Regions from separate parts of the Bombyx mori genome. Here all the other regions are linked to region 3. Evidence: chromatin contacts called from public Hi-C data. All regions are on one chromosome and are shown on one strand. The core of a region is the stretch at or near the end of the contact, and the rest is flanking DNA. Distances in the headings are between cores, read along the strand shown. Region 1 overlaps LOC101741421 (inositol 1,4,5-trisphosphate receptor). Region 2 overlaps LOC101738244 (serine/threonine-protein kinase Wnk). Region 3 overlaps LOC101740855.

What was found. A called contact is a pair of places that touch in the nucleus more often than the background predicts.
Region 1: a Hi-C map of posterior silk gland shows a contact between it and region 3, with 2.0 times the contacts expected there. The contact joins two enhancer-like sites. A contact is called at or near these places in 2 of 7 Hi-C or Micro-C datasets (middle silk gland and posterior silk gland).
Region 2: a contact with region 3 is called in a Hi-C map of posterior silk gland, with 2.6 times the contacts expected there. The contact joins two enhancer-like sites. A contact is called at or near these places in 2 of 7 Hi-C or Micro-C datasets (middle silk gland and posterior silk gland).

The regions. Positions count from the first base shown.
Region 1 is chr27:2,148,457-2,152,769 of ASM3026992v2, reverse strand. LOC101741421 (inositol 1,4,5-trisphosphate receptor) reads left to right here. Exons shown (of 59, transcript XM_062676440.1): 33 at 978-1,128; 34 at 1,414-1,556; 35 at 3,468-3,588. Among protein-coding and RNA genes, the nearest start is that of TRNAM-CAU, 17 kb to the right of the region's middle. Within about 2 kb of position 1,474, at least 3 of the 8 cell types and tissues checked have open chromatin away from gene starts, as enhancers often do.
Region 2 is chr27:2,082,861-2,087,314 of ASM3026992v2, reverse strand. LOC101738244 (serine/threonine-protein kinase Wnk) reads right to left here. Exons shown (of 34, transcript XM_038021020.2): 16 at 4,094-4,188; 17 at 3,744-3,924; 18 at 1,208-3,206; 19 at 591-802; 20 at 107-253. Among protein-coding and RNA genes, the nearest start is that of LOC101738380, 30 kb to the left of the region's middle. Within about 2 kb of position 1,709, at least 4 of the 8 cell types and tissues checked have open chromatin away from gene starts, as enhancers often do.
Region 3 is chr27:1,904,870-1,909,587 of ASM3026992v2, reverse strand. LOC101740855 reads right to left here. Exons shown (of 10, transcript XM_038021030.2): 7 at 4,706-4,718; 8 at 3,806-3,950; 9 at 3,010-3,127; 10 at 1-2,936. The coding sequence ends at 1,876. Among protein-coding and RNA genes, the nearest start is that of LOC101740855, 26 kb to the right of the region's middle. Within about 2 kb of position 2,612, at least 4 of the 8 cell types and tissues checked have open chromatin away from gene starts, as enhancers often do.

The sequences.
Region 1 (4,313 bases), core at 225-2,724, 240 kb before region 3:
ATGCGTTTCGGTTTGAAGGGCGGGGTACCCGTTGTAACTATACTGAGACCTTAGAAGTTATATCTGAAGGTGGGTGGTGCATTTGCATTGTAGATGTCTATGGGCTCCAGTAATCAATTAACACCGGGTGGGCTGTGAGCTCGTCCACCCATATAAGCAATTTTCATTTCGCTTAATACGCGACATTTATCTTTGTAATGAAAGGTCCGTTTTATTTGGTATTAGCATCAACAATTCGATGTTTTTAATTGAACTTCAATTATATTTACTCCATTCTAATAGCTAACGACTTTTTTTGTCATGATAGTTTTTCCAAAATTTGAAACTTTAAATGGTTCTCATGTAAGTTACAAAAATTCATTCGTACATAAGGACGGGTGAAAGACATTTGATTCAAGCGTCTGTTTTAAAACAATTAAAAAAAACAAAATGTGTGCAATTCACACGTGGTAGAAGTGAAACCTTCCAAAATTAAAATACAATTATCCTAAACGTCTTAAGTATATGTAAAATTTTGTCATTAGTAAATAATTGTAAGGTAGCGCCCTCTGTGAATTGATATTTTAATTTCACGTATAATCCTAAATTAAAATTCACTACAAGAGCTTTCATACACACGTTAGTATTAAAAAATCTCACAGATGGCGCTGTATTAAATAGTATGTATATTTCTGTCTCATTCTTTGCTGGCTTCATCCTACACATTTTTGTATTTGTGTCTTTTACCTGTCGTTTTTTCCGTTGCATCCAGTTTGAAATCACAACGATTCTAAAGAAGTTTTCACTTCAAAAATCTAACAATCTCACCGAAAGTGAACGTAATTACCAATCAATCTTCGTGCGTATGCGACTGTTTAGAGTAAAATTAAAATTATTTTTCATAAAATTTTATTTTCGTTGTCTACACAATTGTGTAGACAACGACTTTCCAAGCAAAATCAAAACTACACACGACAAATGAATGTAATTATGTTTAGGTGAAAGAAGCGTACGTGGGCTTCCTGAACCACTGCTACATCGACACGGAGGTGGAGATGAAGGAGATCTACAGCAGCAACTACATGTGGGACCTGTTCGAGCGCTCCTTCCTCCAGGACATGCACGCCATCCTGCAGAGCGGCGCCGCCTGTGAGTACCCGCTTTATTACTGAACCACAAGGACAAAAGAATGATTATTTGAATTTTTAGTACGCGTCAATATTATTACCTGTACTACGGCTACCGGACCACATAGGTAAATTCCGTTCCGCATCCCGAAATATGAGCTTGAGTTTTATCAGATCATGAACCAGGAAAATATGACTGGCAGAACCACGCGCGACTAGGTAATGCGACTGCACCTCATGTCCGAGGTGTACAGCTACTGTTTAGTGACGTGTGTGGGTTCCGGCTCACCCCCCTCCCCTCCCCCAGGGTCGGACGTGCCGTCGTCGTCGCACAAGCCGTCCACCACCAGCACGCACCGCGCCTGGGTCAACTACGTCACCGACGTGCTCATGCACACCATATGCACGTTCTTCAACTCGCCCTTCAGCGACCAAAGCACAACCGTGCAGGTAACTGTCACTGCCATTGTTTATATACACTCTCTACATTTAAATTGTATATGTTTTGAGCAAGGATGTTACTGAAACATAAATCGACTGTGGCTTGATGAGTAAGTCTTTATAATTTTACTGGTGGTAGAACCTCTTGTGAGTCCGCACGGGTAGGTACCACTACCCCGCCCATTTCTGCCGTGAAGTAATGCGTTTCGGCTTGAAGGATGAGGCAGCCGTTGTAACTATACTGAGACCTTAGAACTCATATCTCAAGGTGGGTAACGGCATTTATGTTATAAATGTCTATGGGCTCCGGTAACCACTTAACATTAGTTGGGCCGTGAACTCGTCCAGATATCTAAGCAATAAATAAAAAATTATAGATTTGCGTATTTACTAGAATAGCAATATTCCCTACGATATTGTCATATATTGAAATCGTCATAATTTCGATTTTGAATTATGAACCAAAGTTGTATCGGTATTTAATAACCACACTATCACTATTGCAATTTTAATATTAAACACACCCACGTCCTGTCCTAAAAAAGGACCTTTGTTTTTTTCAACTGTCAATAATTAAATTTAAAATTGTAAGATGTCAGTTCATTACAAACAATTCAGGACAATTTCGTTTATTGAGAGAATACTAGTATTTAGGACTTGTTCAGAAAAGAATGACGAAGTCCCCCAAATCGAATCTGCGCTTGCCAAATCACATTACTAAAACATTCAGATCGCTCTATATTTGTTGTCAAGTAATTATTGCCCCGCATGGGAGGGGTGGCGCCGTGTCCTCGTCGCAAAAATAGGAAACGACTTGTCGTTGCCGAGTGTTGTGGCATCGATGCTCGGCGACGACGAGTCGTGGAAGGCGATGCTCGACTTCTGCGAGTGCACCATCTCGCAGAAGGAGGCGGCGGGGCGCGTGAGAGACGCACAGGCCCGCCGCCGTCGAGCGGGGGCCAGGGAGGCGGATATCGCCCAAGCCCTGGCCCTCTAAGTGTTTCGGGTCCCCTCACATGTCGGCCTGGGGACCGGCGAAGGGGGCCTAAGAAGACGACGTGCAAGCTGCTCTGCACGCGTTTTATGCATGAGCATCCGGGTGATGGAAGGCCGGCTATCCTCAACCCACGCTGGTTCTGACCCAGCGGGGTATTCCGTAGGATAGACCATTCTAACCGGCGCCATCTAGGCGGGCTTCGGATAGCCTGCCGACCGAGAGGGCTGGTGTTCGTGGCGCCGACGACCGCCAGTCCGGCGTCCCGAGGGGGAGGGTGATGAGAGAGATGTGCTCCGCACTAAACGCTTCACTTTCCCCCCTTTGCCTTTTCATGAGTTTTGTCTCATGCGAGGTTTGGACGTTGGTTGTTGAGAGACAGGAGGTTTTAGTCGGTTCGACTCCGACATGCCCCGCCCTCCATCCCCAGTGAAGGGCGGAAGTCCGGCGATTTCCTCCTGACAAAAAAAAAAAAAAAAGTAATTATTGTCCTCTGCAATTCACGAAACTTCATAATTATATGTTATTCTCCTATGCTACCGCTGGACCTGGAATACGACTGTGTGAGTGTTAAAAATCTATTAATTCCGTAAATCGGACCACAGATTTGAATCCTGTGCTATTATTACACACATTGGCATTCTAATATTGATATTCAGATACAAGTAATACCATCTGTTGTGAAACAGCAAAAAATTAAAATCTAAACTACTAGTAATATCGAAAATATTTCAGAGACTTGTAGATATACACGCCGCAGAGACGACATTAAGGTAGTTAGTATTACTCAGTGCTACTTGAAGCGGAATAACAGAAGGATTGTCTACCTACTAGCGCACAACAATATCTATACCATTCTGTGCTTATTTCTGCCGCGAAGAAGTCGTGTGTTACTTTTCGAAGCTAAGCTAAAACGTTGCTTGCAGACCCGTCAGTCGATCTTCGTGAAGCTACTCCAGACGACGTTCAGTATATACCAGTGTCCGTGGCTCACGCCGCCGCAGAAGCTGAACGTGGAGAAGTGTATACGGACGCTCAGCGAGGTCGGTGAGTTGCAGCAGCCTCCCCTCCGGGAAACCTGGTCGTCGACGTGTCCAGGACACAATACCTCCGATGCTCAGCACATATTATCATTATTCATTCGTTTCCAATTATTATACTGTATATATACAGGCTGACTGGTTGAAAACTTTATATATTCAAGGATATGATAATTCATGGTCACAGAGAAAACCTTCATTAAATTAATTAGTTAAAGTTTAAATTTCTGGACACCGATCGGCGTCCGCGCGCGTTTTGTTTCGAGACTGAATGGGTCCGCAGGGTGGGGATACGCGCGGGTTTGAGGCCCCGCCCGGCGGGTGAGACCAGAGTCGCATCCAATCAGTGCGCCGCATTCAAATGATGCCACGATTTTTTTTTATGCGATTTTATGACCTGGTAACTAAGACCTATAGGTCAAGTCTTATTTTAATTTGAAAACTTTTTTATATTAAAAATTATATTATGAAATGAAATGAAAACAAAATGAGATGAGATGATATTATGGGATGAAATATAATCTCAGTAAAATGGTGGTCATTTACTGAGATTTTTCAGTGGACTTTTTCGAAGACCCCGAGAAGTTAAGTTCAGCGGCTTTGTTTCATTTTCCCACATTTGTGCACTTTCATAGATACTAAACAGCGAATAAAGCACCGTTATTAGTTATTACATATTTAAACCTGAAGAAACACTAAATAGACAAAATAAAACAAATCGCACAACTTCAC
Region 2 (4,454 bases), core at 460-2,959, 180 kb before region 3:
AACTTCACTGCTCGCGTTCCCGCCAAAGAGTCTTTAGAAATATTCGTTATGATTCGACCATAGGATACGGAATATATAGAATGGAGCAGCACTCTGCCGGTCGTACCTTATCGATGTTGAGTCGCAGCGCGGAGTGGTGCGCGTGGCTGAGCACGGGCGTGGCGGCGGGGTCGGCGATGAGCTGCCGCACGATGTCGCGGATGAGCTCCATGAACGTCGCGCTCTGCCACTCCGGGAGCAGGTTGTTCGACACCTGCAACACGCTAACATGTACTGCTGCACTGGGCTCATTAATTAAAACACCCGAGAGGGACTTTACTGGTGGTAGGACCTCTTGTGAGTCCGCGCAGGTAGGTACCACCGCCCTGGCTATTTCTGCCGTGAAGCAGTAATGCGTTTCGGTTGGAAGGGTGGGGCAGCCGTTGTACTGTTCAAAATGAGACTTTACAACTCATGTCTCAAGGTGGGCGGCGCATTTACGTTGTAGATGTCTATGAGCTCCGGTAACCATTTAACACCAGGTGGGCCGTGAGCTCGTCCACCCACCTAAGCAATAGAAATAGAGATTGAGAAACGGGGCGTCGACTCACGAGATTGCTGGCGATCTCCTCCGGGTTGACATCGGTGACGTCGAACTTGAACGTGACGGTCTTGGACTTGGACTCGAGCTGGCACTCCACCCCGGTCCCGGCCTCGTTCACCTCCAGCACCGTCAGCTTCGGGAGCTTGTCCTTCTCCCGGGAACGCTTCTTCGAGCCGCGAGATTTCTTCTCGTTGGTTACCGGCGATGAAATGGCTGTGCCTAGTAAAAGTTTACATGTCGTTAAGTATGTAGTATCATGAAGCTTTTTTTTATTGCTTTGATGGGTGTTAAGTGGTTACTGGAGCCCATAGACATATACAACGTAAATACCGCCACCCACCCTGAGATATAAGTTCTAAGGTCTCAGTATAGTTACAACGGCTGCCCCACCCTTCAAACCGAAACGCATTACTGCTTCACGGCTGAAATAGGCAGGGTGGTGGTTCGGACTCACAAAGGTCCTACCACCAGTAATTACGCAAAATATAATTTTGCGGGTTGGATTTTTATTACACGATGTTATTCCTTCACCGTGGAAGTCGATCGCGAACATTTGTTAAGTACGTATTTCATTAGAAAAATTGATACCCGCCTGCATTTTCTAATAAATAAATAAAAAATTACCTTCGGCTGGTGTGTCAGCTTGTTTCTCATCAACGGAACCCAACTCTGGCTGTCTGACTGCATCTGCGGGTACACTGCTGGAGGGTACGTCCGTCATTGGAGTTAGGAACTGCTCCTTTTGACCACCGTTCACGTGGAAGCCGGTCTCTTCCAAGTTCAACCTCTGGGGGACCGACTCGTGCGGCGCGGGATGGGATGGGATCGGCTGGGGATGCGCCGGAGTCGGGTGCGACTGGGCTGCCGGTATCGACTGTATCGGCTGACTGATGAGTTGCGTTGGCGGGATGGCCTGGGACTGCGGGATGGATGGAACCTGCTGCGGCTGCGACAAAGGTTGGGAGATCGTAGCGTTTTGAGGCAGGACCTGAGCGGGTTGTTGGACAGTTTGCATGGTCTGCGGAACTGAGTGCATGGGCGGAGGCATGGATTGGATTGGCATAGTCTGAGCCATGGATGCGGGCTGCATCGTCGGCATCCCCTGTGTGGACTGCGGGAGCGACTGAACAGGCTGCGAGATGGAATGCTGTATGGGTTGGTTCGGTTGAGGCAACGCTTGCACGGGCTGAGGCATCGACTGGACCGGTTGAGGCACGGACTGCGTGTGCATGGGCTGGGTCATTTGTTGAGGAATACTTTGTGCGACGCTCATTTTCTGCACATTATCTTGCATGGTCTGCGCCATTGAGGACGGAATAGACGACTGCATCATCTGCATCTGCTGGTTTTGTTGCTGGTACATCTGCAGGGGATTCGAAGTATAGTTCTGCACGGGCGTTCCCTCGTGACTAGATATCTGCCTGTCCTGTTGGACAACGTTGAAGTTCTGCGCCATTTGCAAATTGTGAGGAAGAGACTGCCCCTGCATCTGATGCACTTTGTGGTGGTAGGGGTCCTCAGACTGAAGAGTTTGTTTCTGCAGATCCAAATACTGATGTTGGTACTGTAGCTGATCGACTGACACTTGTTGCTGTAGGGCTGGCTTCTGATAGTCCTGCATCATCATCTGCTGGTCGTGTACGTCTGTGGTGGAACTGATCTGGCTCTGCTCTGACGCTTGTCTCTGGTACATGGGCCGTTGGGCTCGCAACATCTCCTCCATCTTCTGTTGTTGCTGACCGATTAGTTGTTGTTTCTGGGCCAAATACGCAATATTCTGCGGGTCTATGTACTTCTGTTGCGCCTGCATCTGCCACTCTTGCTGAGCCAAATACTGCTGCTGCAACGTTCTCAAGTGCTGCGGGGAGAGCGTCTGTCCGGGGATATACAGGTGCTGTTGGTTAAGCATTTGCTGCTGCAACGCATACTGTTGTTGCGCCAGCATTTGCTTCTGCATATTGAGTTGCTGCTGCACTTGCGCGACTTGCTGCTGGGCTTGTTCCACTTGCTGCTGCTGAGCGAATATAGCAGGATCCACGGCCGTCAACATCGGCTGAACGTATTGTTGGTTCTGCTGTATGGATACGTTTTGTTGCTGCATCTGCATCCCTATCAAGTTTTGCATCTTCTGTTTCAGCTCTTGCTCCTGAAGTTGTTCGTTTTCTGTTTGCATGGGTGGCACCGCGGTCTGCGCTTGAGTTTGGGGTTGGGTTTCAGATTCAGACTCCTTTCTTGTTTGCAACGTTTCTGGTCTATGAATGATTTGAGCTAAAATATTCTGTAAGTTCTGCAAGGAGGGATCTAGGATCTGATTGTTGACCACGGACTGGGGAGCGTTCATGATGTGCTCCTGTGTTGTCAGTTGTTCTTCAAACTGCTTCTGCTGGATGGCGGCTGCCTGCTGAGCAATGATGTTCTGTTGGCGCTGGATAATTTGCTGCTGTAAGACTTGACTCTGGTTATTGATCTCGGCGGTCAGCTGCTGGTTGAGGAGGTTCGGTTGAATCTGATTCTGCGAAACTGTCGGTTCGAGGATCTGCTGGGTTTGTTGTTCCATCAACACCTGACCTTGGACGGTTTGTTCCAGCATGTGCTGGTTTAAGAGATTCTGCTCCATTAGGGCCTGGAAATAAAATCACAAATAATTGCAATTTGTGAGCGAAATTTAACCAAATTTAACAATGACTCTGATCAGTCCTGCACATTATGGAAGGCCATACTTTAATATACATGTTCTAATATCAGAAATCTATATACATATATATAAAAAATGAATCGTTGCTGTTCGTTAGTCTCGCTAAAACTCGAGAACGGCTGGACCAATTTGGCTAATTTTGGTCTTGAATTATTCGTGGAAGTCCAGAGAAGGTTTAAAAGGTAGATAAATATGAAAATTCTCGGAATCAAATAAAAATAACAATTTTGTTTTTCCTTTGATGTGTCCCCCGTCGGACAGATTCCTTTTGTTTGTTTTAGGTTTATTTTATACAAAAGCTTAGGTCTTTTATTTATCGATTAAGGCACTACGAAGTCTTTCAGGTCAGCTAGTATAAATATATTTCTTTGTAGAAATACACAAAGACCTAAATTCACGAGAAACTTGAAATCGATATAATATCTGTATGTAATTACTGGTTATGAAATTTAAAAGTTTCCGTACTTGCTGTTTCAGCTTATGCTCGAGCAGCGCATGCTGCAGATGCTGTTCTGACGGCGACATCCTGGCCTGCATCAGGTTGTGCTGCAGTAGCTTCATGGCGGTCTCCTCGTTGTTCAGCTGGTGGAACTGTTGCTGAAGCAGTTGCTGCTGAGCCTGCAGGAGTTGGGATTGTTGGCCTAGCCTGTCACAGAAATTGGGGAACTCTCTGTACTAGGCAACGTGTCGCGAGTGATCTCTCTGACAGTCTAGAACTCTATCTAACACTAATACGATCGTCTCGTAATTATATGAATGATTTTTCAAGGCTTTTAAGTGCTTAAAAGTTCTACAGCAAGAGTGGATATACTTACTGGACGGCTGCTAGAGGCGCGGGCCCCACTCCGTTCAGCAGGCCACTCTTCACTTGTTCGACGGGCCCAGGCTGCTGATTCTGCATCATCTTCATCTGCAAAAGATACATTTCAGCGTTTCCCTTCGACGTTCGCGACTCTTAGACTATAATTAAAACTATTTTAACGATTTAATTTCGCGTTTTTTATTCATTATAATTATCGTTTTGAATGCTCACTACAGTTGTATCACGATTGATTGTCCATTATAGTTTAGAAATTATAGGTATATTTATAAACATAGAGAAACTTCCGCGTGATTATTTTATATTGCTTTAAATGTGGGCACGAGTTCATGACCCATCTGGCATTAAGTGATTAA
Region 3 (4,718 bases), core at 1,363-3,862:
CTTTTAATTCACCGTCGGCAACATTATGTTGTATGCGTGGATCCATTATTTGTATATACAATTGTAACACTTTAACTAACTACGTTAAGGTTTATTTTCCTTTGTTTCATCACATTCGGGTACGAGAGGCTGCTGATTGTCTATCAAATGATGCCAATCATCATAACGAGTGAGAGCACTTCTTAAACTAACATTTCAATATAATGAATTCGTGTCGAATTTTTTTTTTTTACAAAATATCTTGTTACTTTGCTTTCAATATGTTAACGACTTCAGAGTACAGTTGACAGCAAACAGAGTTAATTTATCGAAAAAATCTGTACAGTTAACAAAAAAGGAAAAACTCATTTTGAAAGCAAAACATCAAATACAAAAGGTGATATCACAAAACGTTAAAAAAAAAAAAGACCATTTTCACATAAGTGTGACGGGACATTTCAAACATCAAACTTAAACATATGTATATACAACTTAATTGCAAACAAACATACATATTCCGTTTCGCTTAATCATCAATCAAGATCATAATTACTTATTTTAAAATCGTTCAATCGCTATTTTGTATGATATTAACGATTAATATCATTAACCACTGAATAATATCGAATAATTCTATTGGATTTTCTTTTCCTGTCAAGCTGTAAACCGATAACAGCGCACGAGGTCTTATGTGATTGATCATTGTGAAGGATCTATAGTTTGGTTTGGCCACAAATGACGTCACACGCAATGTAGCCGGTTTTCGGACAAAACTAGAACTGTCCAGTTTCCTATTGACGTGTAACAACAACCCTGCGAAAGCGAGGCATACTATAGGGACATTATTGGTAGAAGCGTGTACAATATAAAATTTAGTATAAAAAGACAACGTTAATTGAATAGCAATGGCTCGTTATGCAGTAATGAGAAAAAAAAGCCCGACAATAGAGCTTTAAAGTCGGATTTCGACTTTTCAAGTCGCACTTCCAAATTTAAATTTAGTATTAAAGCGCAGAAACAAAAACTAGAGATAAATAAGTACAAAGCCGATATTCTATATACAGCTGGTATTTTTAAAGACGTAAAAAAATATATTTCAATGTTGTATATCATCACTTGTCGGACGGACTATAGTCACACTCCGTATAAATATAAAACAAGTTATGCAAGAGTGAAGCAAATAAAAGATACATTTAAAGTCCCAATAAGTATTGACAAAAAAGAAACATTAAAAAAAATTTTTACAATTTTTTAATATGTAACATTGTTGAATAATATAATAACTTTAACGAGAATTTTATATTATAAAAAATTTTGAAACATTTTTGTAGCGGACCGAATTGTGATTCTAAACCATTCTCGAACATTCCACTTGAATAGGCCTAAAATCGGTCAACCTTTTACGAAGAGTTCAGTCACACACGCCAGAGAAGATTTGTATATATGAAACTTTATTCTTACATATTATCTACTGTTATATGTGTGTGTGGTATTTGTTATTGTCATGTAAATCATTACTTAAAGTAATCATAATTATCGATGTTAATTAACAAAAATCGACCGGGGTTGTTGTTACACGTTGTTCGATGTGTCGTGTGTCGGTTTTGTACTCGAGGAAGCTTTAGAGTTTGGTTCCTTTCAAACTTACAGTAGTTGATGTCGTATTACACAAAACTTAACGTTATACAAATTGGTGACACCTTCAAAAACGTATCCTAGGAGAGTACCAGGTGTTCGCGTCGTGTGCGAGCGAGAGGGGGGGGGGGGCGGAGGAAGCGAGACAGAGTCCGTATTTACATATTCGAGCGGCACCGGTGTATATATACAAGAGCGGGAGCTTACGTAACTAATATAAGGGCACTTGGTCGGTGACCGTTTGGCACAGGTTCGGTCGGATCAGTCGATGACGACATACGGCAGCGCCAGCACGTCGCCCAGCGTGGCGCACTCGTGCCACTCCGCGAACTGCGCGGGGCGGGGCGGGCGGCCCAGCGCGTCCACCGCGCCCGCCGCCGCGCCCGCCGCCGCGCCCTCCGCCGCGCCCGCCAGCGCCGCCCGCAGCGCGCCCTCGTGCTCCGGCAGCGCCAGCACGGGCGCGCGGCTCATCTGCGTGTAGTCGTAGCGCGTGCTGTCCAGCGCGCGGGAGCACAGCGCCACCAGGGTCCGCCCGTCCACCGTCTCCTCTTTCTTCTCCGGCTTCACCTCTTTCGTTCTCTCGACGGTGCGGTGCTCCTGGGGTTCAGTCTCGAACTGCTCTTCGACTTCCATCCGAGGGTGAGGCTCGTTCTTGCCGAACTGCGTCTCCTCTTCGTTGGAGAGCAGCGGCGCCTTGAGCCGCTCGCTTGGCTCGAGGCTCGGGACGCCAACCATCTCGGACTCAACCTTCGAAGAGTCTGGTTTAGGTTTACCGTCGGGCCGGTCGTCGAGTCCGGCCTCTGGATCGGTATCCGGGTCTTCCGGCTCCCGCTTCACCACCGGCTCGTCTACCGGATAGGGACGAATCGGAGGGGGCGACGGGGGTGGAGGCGGCGAGGGGGGCGCAGGCGCGAACTCCGTCCACGGTAGGTGCGGACAGATCGGAACCCGCGACATGTTTTTGACACAGTAGTCGTCCGCATAATCTGAGTAATTGTACAGGGGTACGACGCTGGTAAAGAGATCGGGGTCGTCAGGTCTGGCGGGGGGCCGCACCGCGAAGGGGTGGGGCAGGGGGGGCGCTCGCGTGCCGTTGACGCCGGGCACGTACGTGTGGTGCAGCGCGTGCACGTGCAGCGGCTGCAGGACCCGCCGGCTCGCCGCCGGACAGTGTTCGTCCTCTTGCTCCTCCCCGCACGTGCACTCCACGCCCTCTTCCTCCATCTCGGAGATGAAAACGGGCGCGGCGGGGACCGGGGTCGTCACCGCCGGCGCCGGAGATGAACCGTTGCGAAGCGGGGAGCTCACCTTTACAGGACACGCTGAAAGAAAATCTTGTTTCAACCTTCACCTCTCTGGTTGTCTGGTAGAAAATTTATGTAAATGAATACTAACGTTCAGGTTCAATGAGCATGACGTCAGGCGAGGCGGGCGGGGAGGCCACCGGGGAGCCGGGGGAGAGGGGTTTCCCTCGTGACTGAATCTGTTCTAGCAGTTCCTTTGTTGTCTTCACCTAAAGAAAAAAAGCCTTTAATCTGATTTTAGTTTACAAACATTAATGCACCCAACAGCGAGAAGGATCATCAAAAATACATAAAATATTATCAAAATTAAATGGATAAGTAGATCTTATTCGTGTATGGATGTAATGAACGGAAAGCACAATAAAACTACGCGTGCGGCACATGACGATACTTTTTAACTGTCCTAGCTTCAGGCTTGAGTGGATAGGGCTGCCATTTTACAATAATACTGAATTAAGTATCAGTTTTTTTTTCCTACCTATGCTGATAGCCTTGTGAGGCTATTTCAGCTTCTCCTTGGCGTGTAGGTGAGCTCACGGGGCTCGAGCCGGAGTGTTGATAACACTGGCCCCAGCAAGAGCAGTGCTTCGCAGAATCTACCAGCGAATCCGAAACGCGACCCACTGAGAAGATCCGGCGAGAAACTCAGTGGGCTGTGTCTATGGGGTTAGTTTACTCGTCGAGCCCTTTCGTCGCAAGCGCAGGTTCGACGAGGACGGTGACCGGTGCTTGAGGGGTATCAGTGAGCAGAGACTAGCACTATCGCAATAATCTTATGACTCATAATTAAAATTGACAAAAAGATCGTGTTGGGGCATCATATACCACGTCATACCACGTCTAGTTTTATGTCAAATGTCCATATTGTGTATGCGTGTGTGCGTTACCTTCTTGCCCCCGGCGGGCGGCAGGCGGTGCACGAGCGCGGCGTAGGGGTCGGGGGGCCGGGTCCCGTTCCGGCGGTGGGGGGCGGCCCCGTTGCGCGCCCCCCACCCCGGCTCCGCTGTGGTCTCCGAGCCGGACCCGGCGCGACTGTGAACTCTGACATTAGTACAATGTTCCATTCATTATTCCTGTTCAATTCTTCATTCAATTTTACTATTCTAAAAGGTTTTAAAAACCCTAAGTACGGTTTAGAAAAAAAAATTTTTTTTAGTCTTTGGTGACCAATCGCAGCCTTGTTCCGTCAACACGATATACGGCTTCCGGCCCATCTGGTGTTAAGTGGTTACCGGTGCCCAAAGACAACCGGTGATGGAAAAAACACATCAACAAAATAAACACAGGCCGTCTATTAAATTCTACATGAATGTTCTCAATTTTGGTAGTGGAGTTTTGACTGACTCAATAGTGCAGTAGTTAGGGCCCCTGACTGTTGTGCCGTGGGTTGCGGGTTCGATTCCCGCATCGGGCAGACATTTGCGTTATGAACAAGTTTATTTACTTTTTGTCTAGGTGTTTATTTTCTATATATGTATTATTACAGAGTCCAGGCTCCCCTCGACCGGCAACTTGTTTTGTAACTTTAACAGTTTTCATTAACAGTAGATCGAAATTGTTTTGTCAATTTTTTTTGTTAATTTAGTAAAATATATTTAGGCCAGTTCTGTGTAATTTCTATATTTTTTTCAACGTCCTCACATCTGTTCGATACATATATATTTATTATATTATATTATATAAATATGAATGTTAGTCTCTGGTACCCATAACACAGGGAATCCGAAATTGGGGCCAGACGACAGTGCATGATTTGAAATAAAAAAATTAAGAATTTATTAACACACCTTTTTTTCTTGG